Regions from separate parts of the Rattus norvegicus genome. Here region 2 is linked to region 1. The links are chromatin contacts, called in public Hi-C maps. All regions are on one chromosome and are shown on one strand. Each heading gives the region's core, a stretch centred on a gene start, on an enhancer-like site or on the middle of the called end of the contact. The rest is flanking DNA. Distances are from core to core; before and after follow the strand shown.

The links. A called contact is a pair of places that touch in the nucleus more often than the background predicts.
Region 2: a contact with region 1 is called in a Hi-C map of frontal cortex, with 3 times the contacts expected there. The contact joins two enhancer-like sites. A contact is called at or near these places in 3 of 12 Hi-C or Micro-C datasets (Schwann cells, frontal cortex and psoas muscle) and 1 of 1 datasets of contacts at active chromatin or transcription factors (oligodendrocytes).

What each region holds. Positions count from the first base shown.
Region 1 is chr3:49,178,134-49,185,020 of GRCr8, reverse strand. It overlaps Gtdc1 (glycosyltransferase-like domain containing 1), which reads left to right. Exons shown (of 11, transcript NM_001393689.1): 9 at 2,017-2,087; 10 at 2,788-2,879. LOC134486357 (a long non-coding RNA gene) reads right to left here. Exons shown (of 2, transcript XR_010065179.1): 2 at 3,770-4,092. Among named protein-coding and RNA genes, the nearest start is that of Gtdc1, 390 kb to the left of the region's middle. Within about 2 kb of position 1,885, at least 11 of the 93 cell types and tissues checked have an H3K27ac peak or open chromatin away from gene starts, as enhancers often do.
Region 2 is chr3:49,739,928-49,746,479 of GRCr8, reverse strand. All of the region lies in intron 2 of Zeb2 (zinc finger E-box binding homeobox 2), which reads left to right. Among named protein-coding and RNA genes, the nearest start is that of Zeb2-as1, 9.3 kb to the left of the region's middle. Within about 2 kb of position 1,774, at least 37 of the 93 cell types and tissues checked have an H3K27ac peak or open chromatin away from gene starts, as enhancers often do.

The DNA.
Region 1 (6,887 bases), core at 636-3,135:
GAAGTGAATAGATCTGAATATTAAGATTCATAGATTTAGCTGATGATTTGTTAATTGGAATAAAAAGGTCATTTACTAGTCATTTTAACAATAGATCAATTGGAACCCTATTTATTATTTAACTGGTAGTGCATAAGGATCGAAATGATGAATAATTGTATTATCAGGAGTGTTTTCCAGAATAACAAAATTATGAGGAACTTATGAGGATGATGTGTGATTTATTTTTAAATATTATAGGTTTGGTCATGTGTTTGAAAATGTAATCCCAAGCTAAATATTAACACTAGTATTTTAACAAGTCAAAACCAGCCAAGAGATTGTTCTGATTGTTTAACGAGTTAGAACCTTAAATATGAATTAGATTATTTGCAAATAAAAACAAAAATCTAGGTTGTTGTTATTGCTGTTTAAGTTTCCCTCTTACATCAAACAATGCTGTTCATGACTTACTATGTGATATTTTATTGTAGAGGCGTTTTGGACACAGTGTGGGACATACTCATACGCTGACTCAAATGTAAATCAGCCTGTGATTTTTCTCTTTGGATATACAATAATTCAAATGCATTATTAAAAAGCAGATAATCTGCACTTTCTGAAATGCCAGCGACTTTACTCTTAATTTTATGTAATTATGAGAGAATGTTCATATGTATCTGCTTTTCCGTTGGCACAGCGTTTTAAAACTGAGTGACTTCAGGCACTGTGCTTTTTTTTCTTTGGTTTGTGAAGTGCATCAGAGGTTGACATGCTCAAGCGTTTATTTTTATGATTTTTACTACAGCACAGTGTAATTTATAGCTGTGCTTATAATACTTACACGTTTAAGAAAGGGTCAGATAGCCTGTCTTCTGAAGTTGATAGTTGGTAACTAAAACCTTTGCATTTCTATTGTGTTTTATAACAACTTAGTACTTTCCAAAAACTGTAGCTCAAAGTGAATACTTTCTCTTTAAACTAATTTCAGTGTAACATAAAAAAAAATAGGGAAACCATCACCCACTTAAAAACAGTTTAAATTGCATGTACTCTGTCACTGTAAATAAACAAGGTAAACATTGACATGACTTCAGATCATTCTTGGACTGAAAAAATTCTGCAGTTCAAAATAAATTCCGCCTTTGGTCAACATTTTGGATGCAATTCAAAGTTTCTCATAAAATAAACATATTTTAAAGAGTGTTTTGAATTTCACTGCATAATATCTAGCCAACAGAAATGACAGTGGTATATTCCAGGTTTATGATACGTCGGATCAATACCATCATGCAAACCTAGCAGACTGCAGGGGGATGCCTTTCCTCTGCGTAGCCCCCACCACAGGGACAGGAGGAGACCTTCCAGACACAGTCCCTAGGAAAACTCGCAACTTCGTGGTTGTTTAGGAGCGAAACTATTCTCTTCTGATAAAATAGAAAGTAAGCTGATTTTAGTCAGAAAAGCAAAATGTTCATTAAAATGATCTGAACAAGAGTTTTTCCACAATTGGAGTTTTACATCTGCATAATAACAAATTGTTTCCAAGCATGAGCCTGAACTGAAAATGCCCATCACAACAGATTGTAAATTTTTTTTCTGCTGCTTTAAAAGAGCCTCGATCATTTCTACGGCTTCCCTGCTAAAGTATTTTGCTATTTTATTTAAACATTTTTTGAAAAGTGAACATTCTGGGACTTCGCAGCATTATTAAGAAAAGCTGTCCATACTTCCCATGTTGTTGAATATGTTTATCTGCTGATTATAAAATGTGTTAAACAGTATTTTAGAAACAACAAAAATGCAGAGCTGCGCTTTGATTACTTCAGTGAACAAAGCATATGCTGGCGGCTCTGCCCCATGGAAGTCGGGTATGGTCAATAGACTCTCGCAAAGAGCAGCTCTGGCATCGAGGAGGAGAGGGCCGCCCAGGATGCTGGTCCCGTGAGCTCTGGGCTCTCACTGCTCTCTTAGACAGATCCTTCTGACTGTGGTGCTCATGCCTGCTGCCCTGTCCTCTTTCTCACATTTCTGCAGGTTGGAAGCTGTGTACTGTGGCTGTTACCCACTCTGTCCCAAAGACTTGGTTTATCCTGAAATCTTTCCAGGTAGCCGCTTTCATGTGCTTTTTCTTTGTTGTGATTTAATACAGGATTCATGCTAAACTAAGAGTTTGAAAATAAACTTAAGTAGGAGCAGTTGTTTATTCGGCAAGTCAACATGTTAGTGTTAAGGAGAGTTTATGTGTTTTAATACATTAGAGTAAGCTTATATTTACCATCTGTTCTTTTAAGATAACAAAAAAAGCAAGTTTTCAAATAGCATTCTTTATTGTTAGCATACACATCTCATAATGACGGATTTTTATAAGCAGGTCAGTACTGCTGCAATTGCTAACAGATTTTTTTTTAATGATATACACAGAGAAAATTCAAGGATTGGAAGTCATACCAAATTCTTTAAACAATTGACTAGTTAATAATATGCAACTGTTGTACAGGGTACATACAGCTACAGTACTGGGTCTTTGAAAAAATCTCATCACTAAATATATCACATATGCATTGTGCTGCATTAGAATAATGTATTTTAATCACCCAGAGGAGATGTCTAAACAGCACAACTACACAGTCTTATTTAGCATTAAACATCCTTGTGAGCTGAGGTAACCTTATAAAATCATGCTTAAATAATGTAAAACATGAGGCGGCACAGAGCAATATGCATTTTTAATTAGTAAAGTGACTAATATCGAGTGTGTGCTTTGAGGTTTTTGTTTCATTAAAAATGTATCTGTTTTTCCTGCAGCTGAGTATCTGTATTCCACACCTGAACAGCTTTCAAAAAGGCTCAAGAGTTTCTGTGAGAGACCAGACATTATAAGAAAACATCTTTATAAGGTAGCTATTGAGAAGAAATTTACGTGATAGAAATGCCACATTTAAGTACAAAGAAATTTTTTTTTAAAAAATCTAATTACCATACTAATGTTTAAAGGAAACAGGCTAGGGAGGGTACTGGTTCTTACACTAACAAGGATTAATTAAACTGGATGCCAGTTGTATTAACCTAGGTCTTAGGAAATACGTGCACTTCATGCACAGAACATGCTTTCTTTTTAATTTATTGTTTTCTAAGATGACTGTCCTGTACATTTAGCCTCAAGAGGCTTATAAAAATGAACCTGGATTAATGTAACTCATTAGCTTAAAAGGAAGTAAAAGAAAGAGTCCACAATTATACTAATAAGAATAAGCCTTTCTTCCCATCATAATGAAATCTTAAGTCCTCGAAAATTTAGCTAAATGACATTAGTGAAATTTGCTGTTGGTTTTTGAACTACTATAAAGACACCTTTCAAAAGTTGAATTCCCTTCGTCCTGTTTAAAATGAGACATTAAAAATTCTGTTTATTTAGAGTCGGGTCCATGGGTCTTAGCTGAAAGCGTCAAGGCAAATGGGTCATATAAACAGTACCATCAGCCGTCACCTCTCCCTTACCTGAGTCCAGCCGCTAACACTGACGAAACAGCACGGAGAGCCCGGAGAGCCCCTAACAGTATAAGGAACTGAAGTAGGCTCTGCTTTCCAGGTCAGAGGGAGCTCCAGGCCATGAATAATTCACCTTTTGATGTCTTTGACCATAGTGTCTTCATTTTTCATAAGACTAATGTGGTTTATAATCTAGTACTTTGATAATCCAGAAACTTGTAATTTCTTTGTTAATATATAACCTTCCTGCCTTTTCTCTCCCTTGTTTCAAGGCCTAAAATACATGTTTACATAGTGCTACATGAAAACATGACTTTATTTCTCCAGGAAACAGTTAAACTTCAGCAAAAAGGGAGAGAACCAAAAATGCAATTTAACACCCAATTTCAAGCTCATTATCTTTCATTGTCTATTAACTTGGCGATGGTTCAGAAGGTAGCTCATGATGGTTTAAAATGCTGACTGCACACTTCCAGGCTTCAGCGAGGCTCCCACAGTGGATACTGTTGCATCGTGCACAGGAAGCCTCCAAGAGTCGAGGCCTCCACGGTTTGCCAGTGTGCGCTCCTTCCACAGTTCAGACGCGCTTTGGTTCACATACAGCATGCCTCGTTCAGTCCCCTGTGGGATAGGCAGGCAGAACATGAAGGTTATGAAAGTTAAGGAAGCAAAAGTTCTGGCCTAAGTAGATCCATGCTATAGTCGTGATGTGAACCTACTTCATTAAGTTCACAGCTAAAATACCAATTTTTTGTTATGCTTCAGAAAAATTTTTGATAAAATGTTTACAGATATGTTGTGCCATCAAATGTATTTGTTTCAATGTTGGTTAGGGTCGAGCCCTATTAGCCCTGTTTCCCTACATCTGAGCCTTCACAAGTCCTGAAACAATTTTCTGCAGTTCGAAAGGAAACAGATTTCTAGCTGACCTTTTTCAATAGAATTACCACCCTTCTGGGATATAGTGTTTATTTTACAAATAAATAGAAAAAAACCTGAAGGAATGTTAGCTTGGTGTATGATGTTAATATACAAAATTCTTCACGTACTTAAAAAAATAACTCATACTTGAACTGCTACATTTTAGCCCTGATGGAAAGTTCTAGTCTTCACATGATAAACCCTGCAACTCAATGTTTTATAAATTACTAATCTGTAAGAATTTACACATATATTTTTGCAATATACTTTAATTTTAAAATCTATGATACACCTTCATGTATGTCCTCATTGATAGATATTAGTGATAATTGTATCAAAAATTATTCTCCAAATGTAAAGAGGTGTATCTAAAATCATAAGTAGTTGAGAGCTTTAAGACAAATGGCCCATTATGAGGCACTAGATTAAAAACGCTAGGAATGGTCTCAGGTTTGGTTCTTTAGTTACACAGGTCATACAAGTAAGAATGAATTGACCAAAAGACCCTGGATCCCAGTGGTGGCTTCAGTGCTGCCCTTCTGTTCCTGTCCATTCACAGGTAGCTTTGCTCTCTCTGGTAAGAGAGACTCAGTCCCCTGCAGAGCAGCCTCCATTACTTAACTTAGGCAAGGACTTTTTAAAGTCTTTTCTTTTCTCTTCTTTCTTTTATTTCCTGCCATTGGACAGCTCTGGACAGATTGTCACTGGATTCCTCAATTTCTTTCTTTTATGGTTTACATCTTTTCTTATTGTTAAAGGTTGGTGTTTAAAGCTTTTCGGGCTTTGTACCTTATAGAGTTTATCTTGGCATAGACTTTTTCATGTGGGGTCACACTTAGAAGGTTAATGACAGGGGTAAAGCTATTAATATATAATTTCTTATATGAATTATCTTATAATTTCATATAATAAGTAATATTTTATATAAGAAAATGCTAAGTTTAGGTACAGTTATCACTGATATCTAAGAAAGTACTAATTTCCTTATCTGAAGCATTACACATCAATATGATTGAGAGGTGGGGCTATCAGTTGCAGCAGGATTTGAAGCAGAACTGATTTACTCTTGGTGTTTCTCAAAATGACTTCCTGCATTAGAACCCTATGACCTTTTCACCTGAATGATTTAGGCCATACCTCCATACATATGTATGTATCTGTGTGTGTGTATGTATGAATGTATATGTGTGTGCATGTAGTATGTATATATATTTATCTGTCTCCCTGTCTGTCTGTCTGTCTGTCTCTCTCTCTCTCTGTGTCTGTCTTCTCTCTCTCTCTCTCTGTGTGTCTGTGTTCTCTCTCTCTCTCTCTCTCTCTCTCTCTCTCTCTCTCTCTCTGACACACACACACAGACATACAAAATCATTGAATACATGTAAAACATAAATGTTTTTTAATAATCTTAAAATCTAAAACATTTTTATTGCTTTAAAAGGCCTAAAAACCACTTTTTTTAAAAGTTTACATGTATGAATTCCATACAGGTTTTGACTATAACTTTTTCCTAGCATTAAGCTGTGTCTTGCTCCAGGTACCAAATTACAGTAACCATATACTTCCATAAGGAAAAAAGTTTAATTTCTCTCACAGTAAGAGCCCCTCTAGACCACTCAGCTACTGTAAACAGATTTCTAGTATGACAGACAGGTAGATTGACTTTTACAGTACCAGCTGTATCCTTTCTACAAGCAAGTCTGGACCTTTGCCTCTCTTTTAACCTGTGAGTCACTTCAGTACTCTAATAGCTGTGTGAGACTAGCACTTTTTGCTTTTAAATAACTTTTCTTCCTCTTATTTTAAAACGCTTTGAAAAAAGAGATGGCCCCTTATGATGAGTATTGCAAATAGAACAGGAGCATGCTAGAGCTGGTATGTGAGGTGGACATCACCTGAAGACATCATGTGTACCCTGTTCTTCACTTGTTTTGACTTACAACCTGAGTAATGGGTTGTGAGCATAGGTGGTATGTGCAAATGTGTATGTCTGTGTGTATCTGTGCTTGCACATGTGCACATGTACCTGTGCAAGTGTCTGTGTGTGTATGTATGTATCTTCATGGGTGTGTACATGTGTCTGTATGTATATGTGTGTATGTTTTTTGTGTCTATATATGTGTATCTGCATGTGTCTGTGTGTGCATGTGTGTGTGTATGCATGTGTGTGTGCACATGCGCGTGCGTGTGCGTGTGTGTGTGTGTGTGTGTGTGTGTGTGTGTCTACATTTGTATGTTTTTGTGGGTGTTTGTATTTCAGGGAAAAGGAAAACTGAATCTTCTTACTTTTTGAGAGTGGCCTGTAGTTTAAGGTTTTCAGAAGGTAACTGATTTATACTCTGTCCTTTTTAAGTTTTCAACAGTTGAGACCTATAAAATCTATTATTTGAAGGAAAGAATTTTCAGATTTTTGTCTAAAACTAACTCCAAACAGTAATTATGCTTACAAAGCAGACTCGATGCCCAGAAAAGCCATTTGCAGTTGTCTTAATTCTGTC
Region 2 (6,552 bases), core at 525-3,024, 560 kb before region 1:
TCTAATGCCATATTTTCCTGGGATGGGGGTAGGGGTGTGTGCTTCCCTTGAAGGTAGGAAAGAAGGCTGCTGTTAGCTTTCTAACAGGGGCGTAATTATTCTGGGGGTGGGGGGGTTCTCCTTACAACTCTCTTTGTCATCTGCGTTCTTCCAAGGCTCTGAAGGTGCTTTTTCTCTATGTGAAAGGAGATTCTTTGTCCTATTCCTCGTCAACATTGTGGCTTCCCAAGGTAGACACTATTTTGTGCCTGTCACAGAGAGAGGGAGTGCAGGTTTGCAATGCTCACAGACAATTGATTGTCTGCGCTAATGTGTTTCATTTACATGTTTATAACGTCAATGGTGCTGGGTGTCCACTGTACCATTCATTCCCGCATTCCCACAAGGGGGCAATTGTCTGAATGGCCAAGTCAGACACCTTTTTGATTGCTCTTTGCTTGTCTTTTTAGAGCAAGGAGATAAAGGAGGAAAATCTGTGATGCAGAAACACTAGTTGAAAATATACAAAATGTCAGTACAAAAGCAGATGTTAACATAAGCCCAAATATGCTTTTTAGCCAAGATGTGAATGTTGAAGAATAGAGAGCAGAGCAGAGGAAAGGGTGACTCAAAACCAATAAATGCAGCCCCATTTCTTTAGTTCCCTTTCTTCTTAAACAACCAGAAGATGAAATGTGATTTTTTTTCTTTTAAATTTTTCGAGCTTTGGAACATCCAGGACCCTCCTTGGTGTTAGTGTGTTTGCTGTGACTTGTGAGTTTTGTATATATTTATATAGATCTGTTTGGGCCAACCACATCAGGTTACCACTTGGGAAAATCTACTGAATGACTATTTGGGCAGTAGGGAGTGTAAACTTTTAGAAGTAAGATGTGAGGATTTCTCCATAAGCAGGTTTTAAAGGAAGACGACAATAACCATCAGGCTGTAAGAAGCCTTGTCTTCACAAGCTGTATGCTAGATAGTTTTATCTTGGGTGACAGTTGTATCAGAACTAAAGCTCTGAGAAAAGGTGTAACTAGTAATTACAAAGTAAATAATTTCATTTTAAGATGTTCTGTTCTCTCTCCTTCCCTCCCCTTTCCCTCCCTCCCTCCCCCCACTCTCTCTCTCTCTCTCTCTCTCTCTCTCTCTCTGTGGGGTGTGTGTGTGTGTGTGTGTGTGTGTGTGTGTGTGTGTTTGGGTGCATGTGCTTATGTGTGTGCATGTGTGTTGTGTTGTGTTTCCTGTCAGGGTGCTGACAGGAAAAGCCATCCATGCATGTGTCTTCTAGAGTTCTCTCCTCTCCACTTTCTCCTGTATATCACAAATCTATGTAACCCACACCTATTTTAAAAATTATTTCACAGATCGCAGAGTGGCTTCCTGGTTCATTTATGTAATACTATCATCATTAGAAGTTGGTTTGATTTTCTGTGTGGTCCAGGAGGAGAGAAAATCCTAACTGTTGTATATTGTGGTGGGGGTGCTTTTTATAATTTTGTAACAAATTAGGGGAAAAAGAAATGGCCAGTCAGTAGGAGGTTTGGCTTTTTTTTTTTTTTTTTTTTTTTTTTTTTTTTGCCTCTCTGGGAAGACACACAGTAGCTGCACCGTTAGCTGAACCCCTGACACGGCGGTCTTTTGAATGCCTTAGGTATGATTTCACTTTCGCTCACATCAATGCTGACCTGAATGCCTTTCATATCTGATCCGCTGTGTCTCTCCCAGTAAACATCCCCTGAGGGGAGAACAAAGAAAGAGCTCTTCTTCTTCTTAATCACAATTCAGCCCTTTCACCGCCGGCAGGCTCCATTTGCATTCTGCCACAGAAAGCCAAGATGAAAAGAGAGAGAGAGAGAGAGAGAGAGAGAGAGAGAGAGAGAGAGAGAGAGGCAGAGGGTAGTGGTTGAGTAAAGTAACTTAGGTGTTTGTGGCTGTTTGTTGGGCCTTCTCCTAGTTACCAGCCTTATATAGTTGATGCTCAACCCTGCCTGCCCCTCCTGACAGGCATATAGTGTTACAAGATGGCATGTCTGTACTATTCATGGCCACCACTCCACTTGAGGTAAAAAGTGTAAGAGAGGGATTGAATTCTAGCCCAGACGCCTGTTAGATTTGGGGTCAGGTGTGCAGACTTCCCACTCTTGAATGCTACTTACAATTTGGCCTTAATAACTATGATTGTTCACCATATGACCTAGGAGGTGGGTGCACTGGAGGGTGGGCGGGAAGGGGCGGGCTTGGAGACCCAGCCCTGGTCTGGCTGCAGGGGCTGATGCCTGAACACCGATGGGGGAAAAAATCCTCAGGAAAACTGGAAAAGACTTTCCCATTCCCCCCCACCCTGACTTTTTATGATAATTCATATTTTCAAATGAAAGGGGAAAAAAGCCAAGAAAGAAACTCTCAAATGAGCCAAAAAGGAAAAAAAAATCTCTGAAAAGAATTTTAGGGGGAAAAGTTGTTCTATTTTAAAAAGCTTTGAGGGCTGTAAAGTGCCACGCTTTCACACCTTCTCCATACTTTTTTTTTCAGATTTTTTTAGTATGTTTAACATTTGTGAGATGACAGCCTTTTTGTATCTCAAACTGGATGCTTCAGGATTTGTAGGGAGGGGCTGGTGGTATTCACGTTTTTCTTGACAGAGAAAGTTTGTGCCTAAAGGGCTCCTTCTTGCTGGGAATTGTTTAAACCCTCGTGGGCGGACCTGTCAGGTTTTCCTGTGTCGTTTGCCTCCATTTTCAACAGGCAAAAGTAACAAGCAGTCGAAGACACTGGAGCAGGACCACAGCCATCCAGGTCCCTCTCGTGACAACTTTGCAGCACATTATCTTGCTATAGACTTGTCTGTCCCCCCTCTTCTAAAACCATTTTTAAGATACCAACAGCTCTTCCTCAGCAATTAGATCACACACACACACACACACACACACACACACACACACACACACAACTTTAGACATATGAGCTTTGCAAAAGAAGAGAGGACCTGTTTGTTATTGGGTAGCTGTTCCAACACCTATGTGGTATATGTCACTTATGAAAGCAGCAGGAATGGACACATTAGGAATTGTACATGGCATGTGACACGGATTCCTAATCCCCCCACCCCTTTTTCCCAGAAGATTTACAGAATTTACAAAAAGAGATTAGCTACACCTTCCACCCCTCCTATCCACCCTCCTATCCACCCCCATGACTCAAGCAATGAAGGATTTAGGCAGATTTACTTCAGTAAACACCTTTGGACACTGGGGGTGGGGGGGGTGAGAGTCTGTTTGCAAAAGGAGGCTTTTGTTAAGTGAGGTACCAGGCAGCTGTGATATTAACCTACCCAGCAATGCGGGTTAACTCTTTGAGTGCCTGGCCCTTTGCAGTCAGCACATGAAATCCTGGCTCTCACAGTTTATTATTCAGACAAGTCTTGTAGACATGAAAACTGTTCAAGCTTTTAAAACAATGTGGTTTAATTAGATGAGGTGGGCTTACATTGCTCATAAGCCCTCCAAATGGTGGTTTATAATTGGCAAGGAAAAAAAAATAGAGAAAGGGGAGTCAAGGCAGCACATTAAATATTCCAAGAAATATCTTTAGAAAAGCTATTTTCATTTCTAGCTTTTAAAATATTAGACTTCGGTCGCTAGAGGGAATGAAGCAGCTGGGGTCTCTCTCCTCACTGTGAGAGATACCAGAAGTTTATGAGGAAGAAGCAGGCTTCAACTTGAAAAGCTGCAAAGGCCAATAGGACGGTGACATTATCTTAGTCGTAGCATCCTCAGAAGGGGGAAGTCTTGCCTATCTGTCAGAGCTAGAGAGGTCATGTGAACCGCAGAGTCAGGCCCTCAGGCACCCGCCCCGTTACCAGCTTGAGACTTTCCAAAGCAAGCAGAGAGGTTTTTATGAGGAAGGAGTTAATGGTTATTTTTTGTTGGGCACAAGAATAACTTTACAGGTGTTGCATTTGGGCTTAAATAAGATCGCCTTTTTTAGTTTCAAAGGGAGTGTAGGTGTCAACGTTCGAGCAGCCATAAATGTGTGAGAAAGTAAAGGGTATGAGACATGACAGAATTAAAGGTGTTTGCTATGTTGTTACACCGTGTGTCAGGCTGCAAGCTCCCTTTGTCACAGCCTCCTGGTGATTTGACAGCGCAGATCTACTTCCCTTCTAGGTGAGACAGCATTTTTAAACTGGAGTTATAAATACGGTACACCCTTTGGGTTGCACCCTGTGTCCTAGATCCATGAATCCTATTTGAAATATCTTGCCCTAAGACACAATGAACAAACACCCATACACAAGGGGGCTGTGGGCTAGGGCCTGCACGGTGCCAGCGTCACAGTAGCTGGCTTTGACTGTTGTTTGGCAAGAAGATCCTCTGCCAAATCATCCAATAATTAAGTTTTATGTTATTTGTATGAACGACCAAGCATGCAGTATTCCTTTTCAAAGCAAAAGGAGGCTTACAATTACTTTTTGAACACTTTCAGAGCATGGTCAGGTCACAGTTTGGGGGCTGAATTAAAATGATCTCATTCATGATCTAATTGAGGCTGGCACAACCTTACAGCAGAAGCAGGACTACATAAATATAAATCAAAGACCAAAATTTAGCAAATCATATCATTTGCTAGAAATCTGCTCATGAATTATTCTCCAATTGCCAACCCAGAAGTTAAACTTTGTCTCTTCTGAGCAACAGTAACTGTAGGTTTTTTTGGGGTTTTTTTGTTTTGTTTTGTTTTGTTTTGTTTTTTTGTTTTTTGTTTTTTGTTTTTTTTTTTTTTTAAGGCTTCTGACAGGAAAGTTACAGGAGCTGAATAGAGAAAGGAGAAGGAAGATGACCCATGTTTCCTCAGATAACCGTGTGTTTGTGACCCAAGAAAGTATGAGAGCCGATAAAGACATGCCCAGTAACAGTTGGGCACCACAGACTTGCTTAGACATTAGCATGGGGCTTCAGAAGCCTGCCTCAGAGAAGCAAGTGCTCTGACACGCAGGGTAGGGAGGAGAAAGCATGTCCAACGGGACCTGACTGAAACTTTGCTTTCATTTTTCGTCTGAGGGACAGAATCATCAGAATGATTCACCAGTGCTCGAAATTATTTCTCTGGCGGAGCCAAGTTGAAACACTGAGGCTTGAAGCTGTCATTTTGGTGACATAGATGAGATGGGACTATTACGCTACATACTCAAGTTGTAGCTCCTATTTTAACTACAAAGTCATGACTCAGATAGCTTCCCAATCAGTAGGTCAAAGAATACATCCTACCGTAACTACCACTTGGGGGGGGTTCTCCTTCATTTTTGTATATCTGGGCATCATTTTAGTTTTGTCCCCCCACATTCTAACGTAAACTCGGAGAGGTTGGAGATTTTTAACTTGAATATTTCGAAGTTAAAATTTTGCATCTCGTCTGTATGAGGGTAATTTCTTCTATCGAACAGTGAATACAGAATTGGTCGGTGTACCCATCTTAACTTAAAGGAAGGTATGGCTTTGAATCTCCAGTAAAATGATTTCTTTCTTTTGAGAATAATTAATTATCCATAATGATTTGCCATAACAGGACACACCCACACAAACAGCAGCAGCAGCTACAGTGCTTACATGAAGGTGCTTCTAGGTGTTCTCTGCAGACTATTTCATGGTTCTTAACTAATCCTAGAGAAGAAGAAAAAGTGTTTCTGACAAAGAGGTAGCCACTCCCTCTCCCCTCAATAAGTAACAAGTAACAAATCAACAAAGTGAAACATTATGCTATGTCGATCTAAGATGTTGTTCCCCCTCGCACACAAACGAGTACATTTCAAGCAGCCAGTGCCCACGTGATCCTCAAATCGAGCACACGGCTTTCACTATTTACTAGTTTAGATTGTATTTATATTCTCTTGCATATCCAAGTAAGTGCAATCAAGGAAACTTTGCGATTCGCCTATTCTTGGAAGTGCCTGTTTCTATTTTTTCAGCACCCAGGCACATCGATGGAAGTGTTTGACATCATGAGATTTCTCAGTTGTAAGAGGTGAGGCTTACATAGAAAGAACTCAGTAGGCTGCGTTTTCATAGTAAAAAGTCCCATTAAGGGAGAAATATCTAGAAGCAAAATGGTTGCTCCCTAAAGATTTCCCATCACCTTTGCTCTGCTAACAGAATGTGAAGACAAAAATCCAACCCATAGGCACACTTGTATACGCACCAACACAAATGAGTAGCAAGACCCTAACTCTGGCTCCTTTTCTCTTTAGCCTTACTGTGAAGAAGACCTACCCCTTAAATGAGGCCCCTTTAACCAAAAAGAGCAGATAGGAAGGATTGATGTAGACTTCTGCAATAGGATTTCTGGAGAGAAAAGTCTTCTCTGTGCTACCTGACTCTTGCTAAATTTACTTGTATCCATTAATCTAAGCATACGTGTATTATTTAGGGTAAATTACTAGTTTTATGCTCTCAGGCTGTTTTCTTTCAATAATACCTACCTTAACACAGATTATCCCAAGCTGACTACAAGTTATTATGGGAAAGAAGGAAGGGAGGGAGGGAGGGAGGGAGGGAGGGAGGAAGGAAGGAA